Regions from separate parts of the Pan troglodytes genome. Here region 2 is linked to region 1. The links are chromatin contacts, called in public Hi-C maps. All regions are on one chromosome and are shown on one strand. The core of a region is the stretch at or near the end of the contact, and the rest is flanking DNA. Distances in the headings are between cores, read along the strand shown. Region 1 has its middle 200 kb from the start of LINC02906. Region 2 has its middle 55 kb from the start of CIBAR1.

What was found. Hi-C and Micro-C count contacts between places; a contact is called where the count stands out from the background.
Region 2: a Hi-C map of induced pluripotent stem cells shows a contact between it and region 1, with 2.1 times the contacts expected there. The contact joins two enhancer-like sites. A contact is called at or near these places in 3 of 7 Hi-C or Micro-C datasets (induced pluripotent stem cells and stem cell-derived neural progenitor cells).

What each region holds. Positions count from the first base shown.
Region 1 is chr7:103,581,435-103,587,042 of NHGRI_mPanTro3-v2.0_pri, reverse strand. No RefSeq gene overlaps it. Among named protein-coding and RNA genes, the nearest start is that of LINC02906, 200 kb to the right of the region's middle. Within about 2 kb of position 3,267, at least 6 of the 24 cell types and tissues checked have an H3K27ac peak or open chromatin away from gene starts, as enhancers often do. A contact at or near this core is called in induced pluripotent stem cells, where this site is marked.
Region 2 is chr7:103,850,845-103,856,707 of NHGRI_mPanTro3-v2.0_pri, reverse strand. No RefSeq gene overlaps it. Among named protein-coding and RNA genes, the nearest start is that of CIBAR1, 55 kb to the left of the region's middle. Within about 2 kb of position 2,002, at least 4 of the 24 cell types and tissues checked have an H3K27ac peak or open chromatin away from gene starts, as enhancers often do. A contact at or near this core is called in induced pluripotent stem cells, where this site is marked.

The DNA of each region.
Region 1 (5,608 bases), core at 2,018-4,517:
TATGTGTCTGATTAGCTTAATATGACTTCATTTTACCAGAGAACAGTTTGAACTACAAAGAAAATACAATTTGATTTTAAAAGAGGTAACACAATTCAAAGCAGGGTAACAAATTCATGTTGACTTTTCTATGAGTCTTTTTTAAAAAAAAAAAAACAGAAACAAGTGTATTGAGCTATAATTTACATATAGTAAAATTCCTACTTTTAAATATGAGCTCTGACAAACACAGGCATTCAGGTAACCACCAGCATAATAAAAATGTAACATAGTCTCATACCTGCAAAAATGTCTTCAGGTCCCTTTGTATCCAATCCTCTCCCTCACCTCCAGCCCCTTGCAGCTGCTCATCTGTTTCCTATCCTATAATTCTATAGTTTTCCCTTTTCTAGAATGTCATGAAAATGATATCATATGTATAAGCTTTCTGAGCCTAGCTTTTTTCATTTAGTATAATGTATTTGAGATTCATCTACATTGCTGTGTGTGACAGTTTATTTCTCTTTATTACTAAATAGTATTTCATATAGTTCTAGTTTTTAAAAAGGAACACATCTGCTATATGGTTCTTCTATTTTGGTTATGATGGAGCCAAGGGCAGACAAAGCCTATGTCTGGTGGCCCTGGGCCCTCTCTGCAATTTCTCCCATGAAAAACACCTGGACAATAGGTTTTAGTGTGGGAGAAACCAAACCAAATAAGCATGGTGACGCTATGTATGGACTGTGTTCTCACTGCATTTGGGGGCAATTCTGATGAGAGAAGAGTGTCTAGAGCTGAGTTAGATACTTAACTAATGTACTAATGTTAGCAGTGATAGATTTAAAAAAAAAACTTTTCTGCAAATACGCCACTCAACATTTATTGTTTTTCTGAAAGAAATCAACGCAAAGAACCATTTAGAAGGTTAGGGAAGATCTTTAGAGATGATTAAACTTGATGACTGAGATATTATTTTTCAAACTAATAGTGCACGCACTTATCTAGCACTGTCTAATATTGAAAGCATTTCCCACATGTGCTATCTCATTTAATTCTCATAGTGATCCCATGAGGTCAGCAGGGCAGATGTTATTACCCATAATTTACAGATGAAAAAACTGAAAGTCCAAGGACACAGTGGCCTAGTCAAGATCAAGCAGTCCAGAATTGTCAGTGCCTGCTCAAAAGCCTGAGACTTCTGACTCCCAACCTAGTGAAAACTGACAGGACCAAATTCTGATTAATGAATTTAAGCAGCAGTAAATATTGTCAGAGTTTAGTATTTGGGATTGTAATAGCTAAACTCATAAAAAAATTCAGCCATGAGTCTCTTGTTAATTCATAAAAAATTGGAATTTTTAAAGGGATACAATTTCACCATGTTATTAGGTTAAGCACTTCTAACACAAACAAGCAAACAATGATGTATTGTAAGTTAGACCATTTTGGAATTTGTGCCATTTGAATGGTTGAGTTATTTTATGTTAGGGAAGTGACTGCACAATATTCATTAGCTAATTTTCATGATTTTAAAAAAACCACACATTGGGCCAAATTACACTTTCAGAGATGCCCTCAGAATTTTAATTAACGTAATAGGTCCAACTTCGATTCTTTATTTAGTACTTCTTTTTGATTCAAGAAGATGTTGAGAATTCTAACTCCCCCTTTTGTAAGGTAAAAAAAATCAGTTTTTGCAGGCTGAATTATATACCCATTGTCCAACAATGAATTGTAGAAGAGTTCATCATAGGTGTGGGTTTCGTGAACGTGAAGTTCTTGCCCTAATAGTGGTGCCAATTGGTAAAACTGGTCATATCCACATTTGTCCCGATGAATGGCTTAGTTATGCTGTCTTCCCTAGTCCCCTACCTCTTCTCTTTTGGATTTGTGGAGGTCTGAGAATTATGGAAAGAACAAGGATCTGCGTATATTAAATGAGTTTTTAAAATATCCTAAAAATATTGTAATAAAACTGAAATGTTATTATTTATATTTATATGGCAGCATGTCCCAGCAAAGCTTCGCAAAGATGTCAGTATTAATTGTCACCATCCTCCAGGGAGGTAAGTAATGGTATTTCTAAGCCAACTGGTTTATTTAAATTTAGTTCCTATATGCATATGATTTTTATGTAAATGAGCTCCATGATAAAAGCAACCCTACATAACAATAACCTAATCTGTGTCATTCTGATGGCCTGCTGGTTTCAAGAATTGAGCGTAAATATATGGAACCTAAACAAATTGCATTCTAGGGTTAGAATCTCCCAGAAAAATAGACTTACCTTTAGCATCTGAGAGCTATTATCACTTCTCTTGTGGATCTATGGTTTAAGAAAAAATATATTAGCAGGAGCTAGGGAGTATTCGGTGCTTAACATAAGCAGCTGTTAATTGTAAAATGGCAGTCATTTATATTTTCCTAAAAATGTTCATATGGCTTTCAAAGAATTTTTAGGAAGATATTAAATCCTTTTCATCTATGCATCTGATATCTACGCTTGCTACCTTCTCCCCACTAAAGAATGCCTGTTCTCCCTTCAGAGCCCTATCCAGGCTCATAAAACCGATAAAATATCTTTTTGGAGGAAGCCAAAATGTATTTGAAGGAATTAGGGCTGACTTGGGAGATGCAATGCTGGTGTTATAGCAAATTAGTCCTGTTAAATATGAGTAGGATGAGTGTTCTGTAGATTGTTTTGCAGTAAAATATATGGTCATGTGTATACATGTATACAAAGGCAGTACACTTACAAAGAAAGCTGCTTGCATGTATCAGCACGTGTTTAATCAAAGTAATACTGTGACAAAAATAAAAACTTGGCGAAGAACAATAGGTTTTTCTGTAGAAGCTGTAGACGCCACTACAGTGTAAGATATATTTCTCGCATTCAAGCCTGTCTTTTATTTTGTTTACACAACAAAGTTATTATGCTAATTACATAGTAATATGCTGCCCCTGAGGAGTTTCTACACTGATAGCATCTACTTGAGGATGCAGATTTGGAGCCAATATGTGATTATTATGATTTCAAAATGATATGATCAGATTGACAGTTTTGCCTTCTAAAAGGGAGTTCTCTCTGGCTCTTTACTGCTGGGTGTGGAGTTTAACAATGAATGGTAGAAAACATTCAGGAGAGTTTGGGGAATTTTTGTTCATGTTATTTTGAAAGAAGGTGGGGTGGACAATATTTTGGACAAACGAGTCAAATCTGTGTGTGTGTGTGTGTATGAGCAGACGTGCATGTATGGAGGAACTCACACTAATACTTGTGCAACTTCACTAGGGGGAGCTCTTGGCTGGCTGTTCAGCAGCTTGACCATTGTCTGTAGGAGACAATTTTTCTTTGTTTGAAAATTTACAAATCATCAATGAAAATGCCACAGATATGGCAGAAGTTTTGGGGCTAAGTCACTGGTTCCCAGTTCTGCCTTCAGGTGGGATTGGGAGTGATGATGTGTTTTTCCCCATGGTCCCATTGCCCGGCAATGATTTTTCCCACATCCTCATAATTTAACAGATTTCAGAGCTACTGTAAATATTTCTTTTCACCCAGAGATAGGGCTTCTCTGCAGCCCGTTCCCTCTGAAAGGCTCTCCACTGACGCTTGATGGTTAACAGTGAAAAAGTATACATTTCAAAAGCCCAGAACTGAGATCAATTAATTAAACGATGATAGACGTATGATTGCCATAAATGATATTGCAATGCTGATTTAAAAATGGAAAACTTTGTGATTACGAATACACTTGATTAAAAGAGTTATTGGGGGAAAATGATCAACTGAAAAGACAAAAATTATTTGAAAATCTTTATAATGTAATCACGTTGGAAAAGAAAAGAGAATATGCCAACTTTAAGAGAATGGTGACACTGGTTTGGACAATTTTAGGTTTTATTGTCCTTATTCTCTAAATGTTCTCTCCCTATCCCTCACTTGGGGGTGTGTGTGTGTGTGTGTGTGTGTGTGTGTGTGTGTGTGTCTTTTTAAATTGGAGGAAAAAAATAAAGCAAAGTGCTTCTTTCCCTACCATGTTCCTTTCCTTTTTTCTCCACTCTAATGACATTTGGCAGGCTCGGCTGTGTAATGCTTGACTGGTTTTATTGTTGTCTGTTCCCAGTGGGGAATAGTTGACACTGCTCTCTGTTTTCAATTGATATCCATTTTCAACAATATTGCTTTCTATTAGATTCCTGCACAGTTTGTGCCAAGCAAACTGAATATTTACTGGGCTGACCTCAAAGCCTTCAAATCAACAAACACTAGAATAAGCAAAATATGCATTTTTAAGATAAAATGTTTTCAAATGCTCTTTTCAAAATTATTATTTTTAAATGCACTGTGAGCTGCAGATTAAAGGATATTATATTGCCACTTCTGTCAGCCCAATTTTATTTATTGATTTCCTTACATTAAATAATGGGATTAAACATTGAAAGAATAGTTGTATACATTACCTGGGAAAGGTTAAAAGCAATTCAATTTTTTCATATATAACAATCTCTCCTTCTAGGCAATCAAGCATTTTTTTTTTTTGCTTATTACTTTTTAACATAGGCATAGTTAATAATATTCTATAGAGCAGAGCAACTGAATCTGATAAACCAGAGACAGGAAACCATTTCAAGGCTTCCTGAGTGTCAGGGGGCTCTGTGTTGGAATTAAGGGGTAAAATATTGAATTTAGCCATAAAGAAAACCAAATAGCAAGTGAGTTACATGAGTTTTTCTAACATCTTTCCTTCAATTTGCTAAGCAAAGTTTTCAGAGTCTTAATTGTACACCCTACCTACATCTGGCTGCAGCTGGCACATAGGGAAGAAATATGCTTTATTTTTGGAGATAATCAAGAAAAAGATTAAAAAAGAAAAGGATTGGTTTTATGACGAGCACCTCACAAGCTATTGCAATACAGCCAACTATGTTTAGTTACTTTAAAAAAGGCTTGTCCTTCTTTTACACTAAAGTTGAAACAACCCATAATAGAAAGGATGTGTCTGCATTAAGTGTTTTGGTTAGGTTGGGGTAACTATTGGTAACTCAAGCAAAGAAGCCCGCACAGGGAGGTGGGAGTTGACTCTTACGAGGGCGGTGTTAAGAAATGTTATGGCCAGAATATATGTTTGTGAATGGTATTTAGACCACTAAAGCCACCACGTTACAGAAGATAAAACCATTTTATGAAACTCCAGCAAGTCACAGGGAAAGGGCATGAACCCAGTTTTCTATTTTAAAAGGCTCTCCCTCCCTCACTTGTTTTTTTTTTCTTCCTTTGTTCTATAAATATTTATTGAGTATCCAGATCAGCAACCTCATTTTTTTCAAGGCAGAGACTAATTTCTCTGTTCCATTTCTTGTGCCCACATTACCTGCCAGCTACCTGATGCCAAGCACTGTCCATATGCATCATTGACTCCTCACAACAACCGCATCCTCTGAACCTGTTATTTTACCACCTCTCAAGTATGTGTGTATTGCATTTGAAACACACTGGAGTCTTTAATGCTCATTTGCCATTTGAGGTCTCTTACCCAGAAAATGTGGCCAAGTAGAGATTGCCCAGGCCTGGCAAAGAGTGGCCTGGGTCTGATATGCCAGTGGTTCTGGGGAAATCCCTTAC
Region 2 (5,863 bases), core at 753-3,252, 270 kb before region 1:
TTTGCAGGAAACAATTTTATGGAACACAAAAAGGTGGAGGCATTAATCATTTAACCTTTGATGTCTTCTGGGAGGACAGGGGTCTGGTAAAATTCAACACTGTTAGCTTCTAAACCTAGAATGGATTCGAATAATACCCTGGCCTTGTTATCTCTTGTTTATAGAAGGACCACAATGAAAACAACTGGATAGCTTTACATTTTGACATTAAAAATTTCCTCTCCAGGGTGTTTCTGGAAAAAAAGGGGAACAAAGTCTTCCTTTCTTTTTTCACATGTGCAGAATGTGCAGGTTTGTTACATAGGTATACACGTGCCATGGTGGTTTGCTGCATCCATCAACTTGTCATCTACATTTCTCCTAATGCTATCCCTTCCCTAGCCCCCCACCCGCTGACAGGCCCCAGTGTATGATGTTCCCCGCTCTGTGTCCATGCGTTCTCATTGTTCAACACCCACTCATGAGTGAGAACATGCGGTGTTTGGTTTTCTGTTCCTGTGTTAGTTTGCTGAGATGGTTTCCAGCTTCATCTATGTCCCTGCAAAGGACATGAACTCATCCTTTTTTTATGGCTGCATAGTATTTCATGGTGTATATGTGCCACATTTTCTTAATCCAGTCTATCATTGATGGGCATTCGGGTTGGTTCCAAGTCTTCGCTATTGTGAATAGTGCCGCAATAAACATACGTGTGCATGTGTCTTTATAGTAGCATGATTTATAATCCTTTGGGTATATATCCAGTAATGGGATTGCTGGGTCAAATGGTATTCTGGTTCTAGATCCTTGAGGAATCGCCACACTGTCTTCCACAATGGTTGTACTAATTTACAGTAAAAGGGTGTTAAAAAGGAAAGGTTTGTTTAGAGCTTTATACTTGCAGATAAAGTGCATATTAGGAGATACATCATCTTTAGAACACTGATTAATTAAAATTATCATTTAGAAACTTTACCATAAAGCCAAGCACCCAGCCCATCTTAAGCTACTTGCTTTAAAAAAAAAAAAGTCTATTTCCTGATTGTCTAGGGAATTTCATTCCACAATGAGTGACAGTGTTATGGCAGAAAATTGCATAAAGATAGAAGGAATTAAAGATAAAAAGCTAGGTGTTTCCTTTTGTTGTGTGTGTTAAAAAAAGACCATAAAAACTTAAAATTTAGATTTCTTCTTTTCAGAAATATATCGTATTAGATACATTGACTTAATGATAACTGCCCATTTTGTTTTCTTTCTAAGCTATGTGTTCATATTAAATTCTGATTTTCCTCAAAATAGTTCAAAGAAAATGAGGAAAGTGTGTACGAGGAAAATGTATAATTCTATTGAGCTTCTGAAATTCCAAGCATATGCAAAAGAAATAGAAACAGAGTAGGGGTGTGGAAACTTTTGAGGACTCTTTTGTAGGTATGGCCACCTTACAGGGAAATTTATTCTTACTGGGCCCAATCCGTGAGGAAATCTGGTATCCAGATTGGGTTTTGTCTCTCACCAGTGGGGTGACCCCAACATCACCCAAATTTTCTTAGCTTGTTTCTTCATCTGTTAAATACAGAGTAGATGGCCTGCAAGGGTAGGCCTAGCTGTAAATGTTCACTGTATTATCCTAAAGCTAGAAATTCCTTGATTTATGAAGCAATTTAAAAAACCTCAGATCATCAGTAGTTTTCAGTTCAAAAAGATTTGCAGGAGATGCAGTTAGGGAGGAGAGTGGGAAAGGAGAGAACAGAAAGATATAAAGTAGATGGCACAGGAGGGAGATTTTCTCTGAAAAGAGGTAAGTGCTCAGAGAAAAAAATAGTTCTTGCTGGTGACACTGTCCCTAGCACCCTGCCTTCCTCCCTCCTTACTTGGTATCTTTGCAGGTTCAGTGCTTGTGCTAAGTAACTCCCCCTCTTCCTGTTTTTCTTCTCTTCCTTCTCTTCAGTCTGCAGAGTACTCAACCTCTCACTAGCCAGGCTCACTTTGCTTCACGTCTTAGCTGCACCTGTGACAACGCATCGCCTTTTCCCAGGGCCCCATGCATACAGTGTAGGAAATGCCTTCCCTTGCTATTTCCATTTCCAGACAGTAGATGTTGCTGGTTTACTGTCAAAAAAGCCTTCCTGATTGTCCATTTATAAATGTTCTGATGTCTCATATAACAAATTCGATGTTGAACTACCTGAGAGTTAGATGTGCTAGATTTTTACTTGTTTGTAATCACATCTTCTAGGCAGTAACTTCACAAATTTATGTAAAATTTGCAAATAGTCCCTCCACATTTTGGATATTTCTGTAGAAGAGTTATTTTCTGATTCTGATGGCAAGTGGTAGGGAAAACTAGCTCTCTGCCTTAGAGATCTTCATTAAATCGTGCCGTTCCCCATGAGTTGCCTTTTGGAGTTGTTGTTGTTGTTTTAAAATCTGTATAATTGACAATATCTTCCAGCTAAAATTCTGCAATTCTGGTTCCAACAATAGTTTTTAAAGAAACTTCAAATTGTATCACCCATTTGATTTTTTTGTCTTTGTATATTTCCCTTTCTTTTTAAGCCAGAAGACATCCTTTAGTCTTAAAGGATGCAGATGAGAATCAGTTTTCTGGAAACAGTTTGCCATTTTCTTTCTAATGCTGTGGCAATCAGCTAAACAGAGTGTTATAGAGCAGATGTATACATCTGCACAATAGATAAATAAAATGATATACCACCATTAGAAATATCTGCCTACCTTTTGTAAAAATTCCAAAGATGACTTCATGAAAAATGTCTTAAGCATTTTCATGAAAAGCAAAATCGTGAAGAAAATTTATCATTAATAAACTTGTGATTTTTGTAACTCTAGTGACTGATGATTCCAATATGTAATTTTATTTATTTTACTAAATGTTGGTTTAAGTATAAATTAAATCTACTTCAGCAATTTTTTCTTAGTTAAGTTATAAATGTATTATATTTACATAAATGTGAATCTGTGTATTTAAAATATAAGTTCTTTTTTTAGGGGGGGTGGTATTTGACCAAATGATATTCATAGCCCCAAACCTAAATGCATAAATTAGAATAAGGCAGGTTTAACTTCCATTAAAAGGTTTAAAAAAATTCATTGTTTTTCACAAAACCTTGAATCATATTGGTTTTTCTTAAAAATGTCTAAATAAAAAACCAATCAATCAGTTCTTGATGCTGTTGTTTAAGAGGGTAACCTAACTAAATTTTAGGAGCTAAGCTGAATTTTTGATGAGTTCTGCTATTAGCATTAAAAACACTTAAAAGTGTCCCATATATTCCCAAATCTAGTGATTTTGAATAGATTATAATCTAAAAATGATCTCTGACATCTCTCCTAACAGTGGAGAGGCTATTCCTGTTCCCCTCTTAGTTTCTAGTTACCTGACGGCCTGAGCACCGAACACAATGCCTCCTTGACTTATGATGGAATTGTGTAGCTGTCAATTCTAGATTTATTGCTTAGTTTGGGAATGAGCCGTTTCAGTAGCGCATGCCCTGCAGATCCTTCAGAATGAGCAAAAACTGTTCATCTGAGACAAAATATTAGTCTACACCTCACATGCCTGCAATTCTAAGATTATGCAGGATTTTTTTTTCTGAATAAAGTTAAAAATCCAAAATGACAACACAAATTTTTTAACTTCATCCTAACTCGGCGATATTGCTGTCTGGCAACAGCCTCAGCCAAACCCATGATTTAGATTTCAAACTTAGTAAGTGAGAAATCATCTTCAAGAGACAGAATACACAAAGCAGCAGTTGCAACAATATCCTTCTACAACACAGGTTAGAAAGAACATCAAAAACACAGTGCCAAAATTATTAATTTTCTAGAGGAAAATCACATGAAGCAAATCTACTTGTAGAACCAATACAGTTGCATGCCTTGAAAAGTGCTTTAACTGGTAATAACACACAGTTATTGAATTATATGTTCAAGACATTGGAATTGTTGTTAATTTATACTTTAACTCTTTCATAACTCAATTTACTTGAAGAAACCAAATATCTTTAAAAGCTGAAGTTCTGAGGACTCAGAATATTTTCTGGAGCTGGACTCAGTGCCTCATACCTAAGAATGAGACAAGGAAGGGTAAGGATGCAGGTATTATGTTATTTCCTCTTCCTCCCTTCCCCTTCTCAGAACCAGTCACTATTGGATAGAATAGTTTTGCTCAGAAGTTCTGTTTTCAATTTCAATATTGGAGACATAAACTAACCTTTCTCTCTTCCAAACAATAGTATTTTTAATAAGATTTATTTCTGTTTCTTCCATCAGGTTCAAAAATCAGTGGCCATTTGAAATCTTTCCTCTCCTTTGGTCCTCCTATAAACCTTCACTACATTCTTTCTCTAAAATGTTTCCTCTTTGGGATCATTAAAATAATTGTCATTCTCTCCTTCTCACACTGGATTTGACAGGTCAGATTCAAATTAGTTTATCTACAACATTGCTTTTTATCTTTTTCCTCATCTTTTCTGGAACTTAGAGTTTAGACCCTATTGCTGGTAAGAGCAAATACTGACTTTTCTCTTAGATTTTTATTTTTATTTTTTTTGAGACAGGGTCTCACTCTGTTGCACAGGCTCAGTGCAGTGGCATGATCATAGCTTGCTGCAGCCTTGACTTCCCAGGCTCAAGTGATCTTCCTACCTTGGCCTCCTGCGTAGCTGCGACCACAGGCCTGCACCACCATGCCTGGCTAATTTCTTGTGTTTTTTGTAAGGATGGGGTTTTGCTACGTTGTTCAAACTGGTATCGAACTTCTGGGCTCTAGTGATCTGCCTGCCTCAGCCTCCCAAAGTGCGATGACAGGTGTGAGTGAGCCACTGAGCCCAGCCATTGCTGGTATAGTTTGAAGACCCTGACATGACTGTCATGGTCCTCACTCTTCCCCCAACAATGGTAAGGCTGCTCTTACACCACACCTCCTCCCTGCCTTGTACCTCTTTCTGTGATTGTTCCACTTCTTGGCCATAGTTCATGCCATCTCTGCCCAAGTTTTCTTTTTGTGTATTCAAATTCAGTATTTTTTCATTCCAGTCACATTGCAAGTCCCAGTGCTTCATTGTTCCCCTGAGAGTGCCCAACCGACCCTTTTCCTATTGGAAGTTCTTGCTAGCATCTCTAATGGACATTCCGTGGCTTTCCTTGCATTCTTCCTATGGCTTCCCATGACTGCTGCTACATCTCCAAGAATATTTCAAACTTGTGCAGGCTGAGACTATTGATAATCTTTCAAGTCGCCCACCATGTTTTTGTTGTGGTTGTTGATGGCATTTGTTTTCTCCCTCAGGATTCCAAGGACTGCTCCCTGGAGCACTCTTCACACAGGAGAAGGTGGTGGCTATTTGTTTGCAGGTTCCTTTCTTTTGAAGAAAGAAAGAGGACTGGTGTGTGATTGGAAACATAGCTTCTACTGATTGACTTTTCTCAACAGCTTTGTTGAGAATGTAATTCACATATCATAAAATGCACCTGTTTTAAGTGTACAAGTCAATGAAATTTAGCATATCTACAGAGTTGTGTAACCTCCACCACAACCTAATTTAAGAATATTTCCATCACCTCCAAAAGAAATGTCATTCCCATGTTTAGTCACTCCCCTATCGACTGGCATTTAACACACCAATATTTTAAAACAGTGAGTGATTCGCAAAGTCTCCATTCAATAGTATGGCTACTGAGGAGAGGGAACACTATTAACCAATTTCCTTTCTCTTTTCTTTCTTTTTCTTTTTTTTAAATTTACATCCAGAAATCTAGACCTCACAACTATTAACCAATTTTTGATGGATCTTTTACTCTATTATAAATTTTCCCACCACTTATGAATGCTTCAAGCTATTGTTTGGGTATTCCAGTTTTA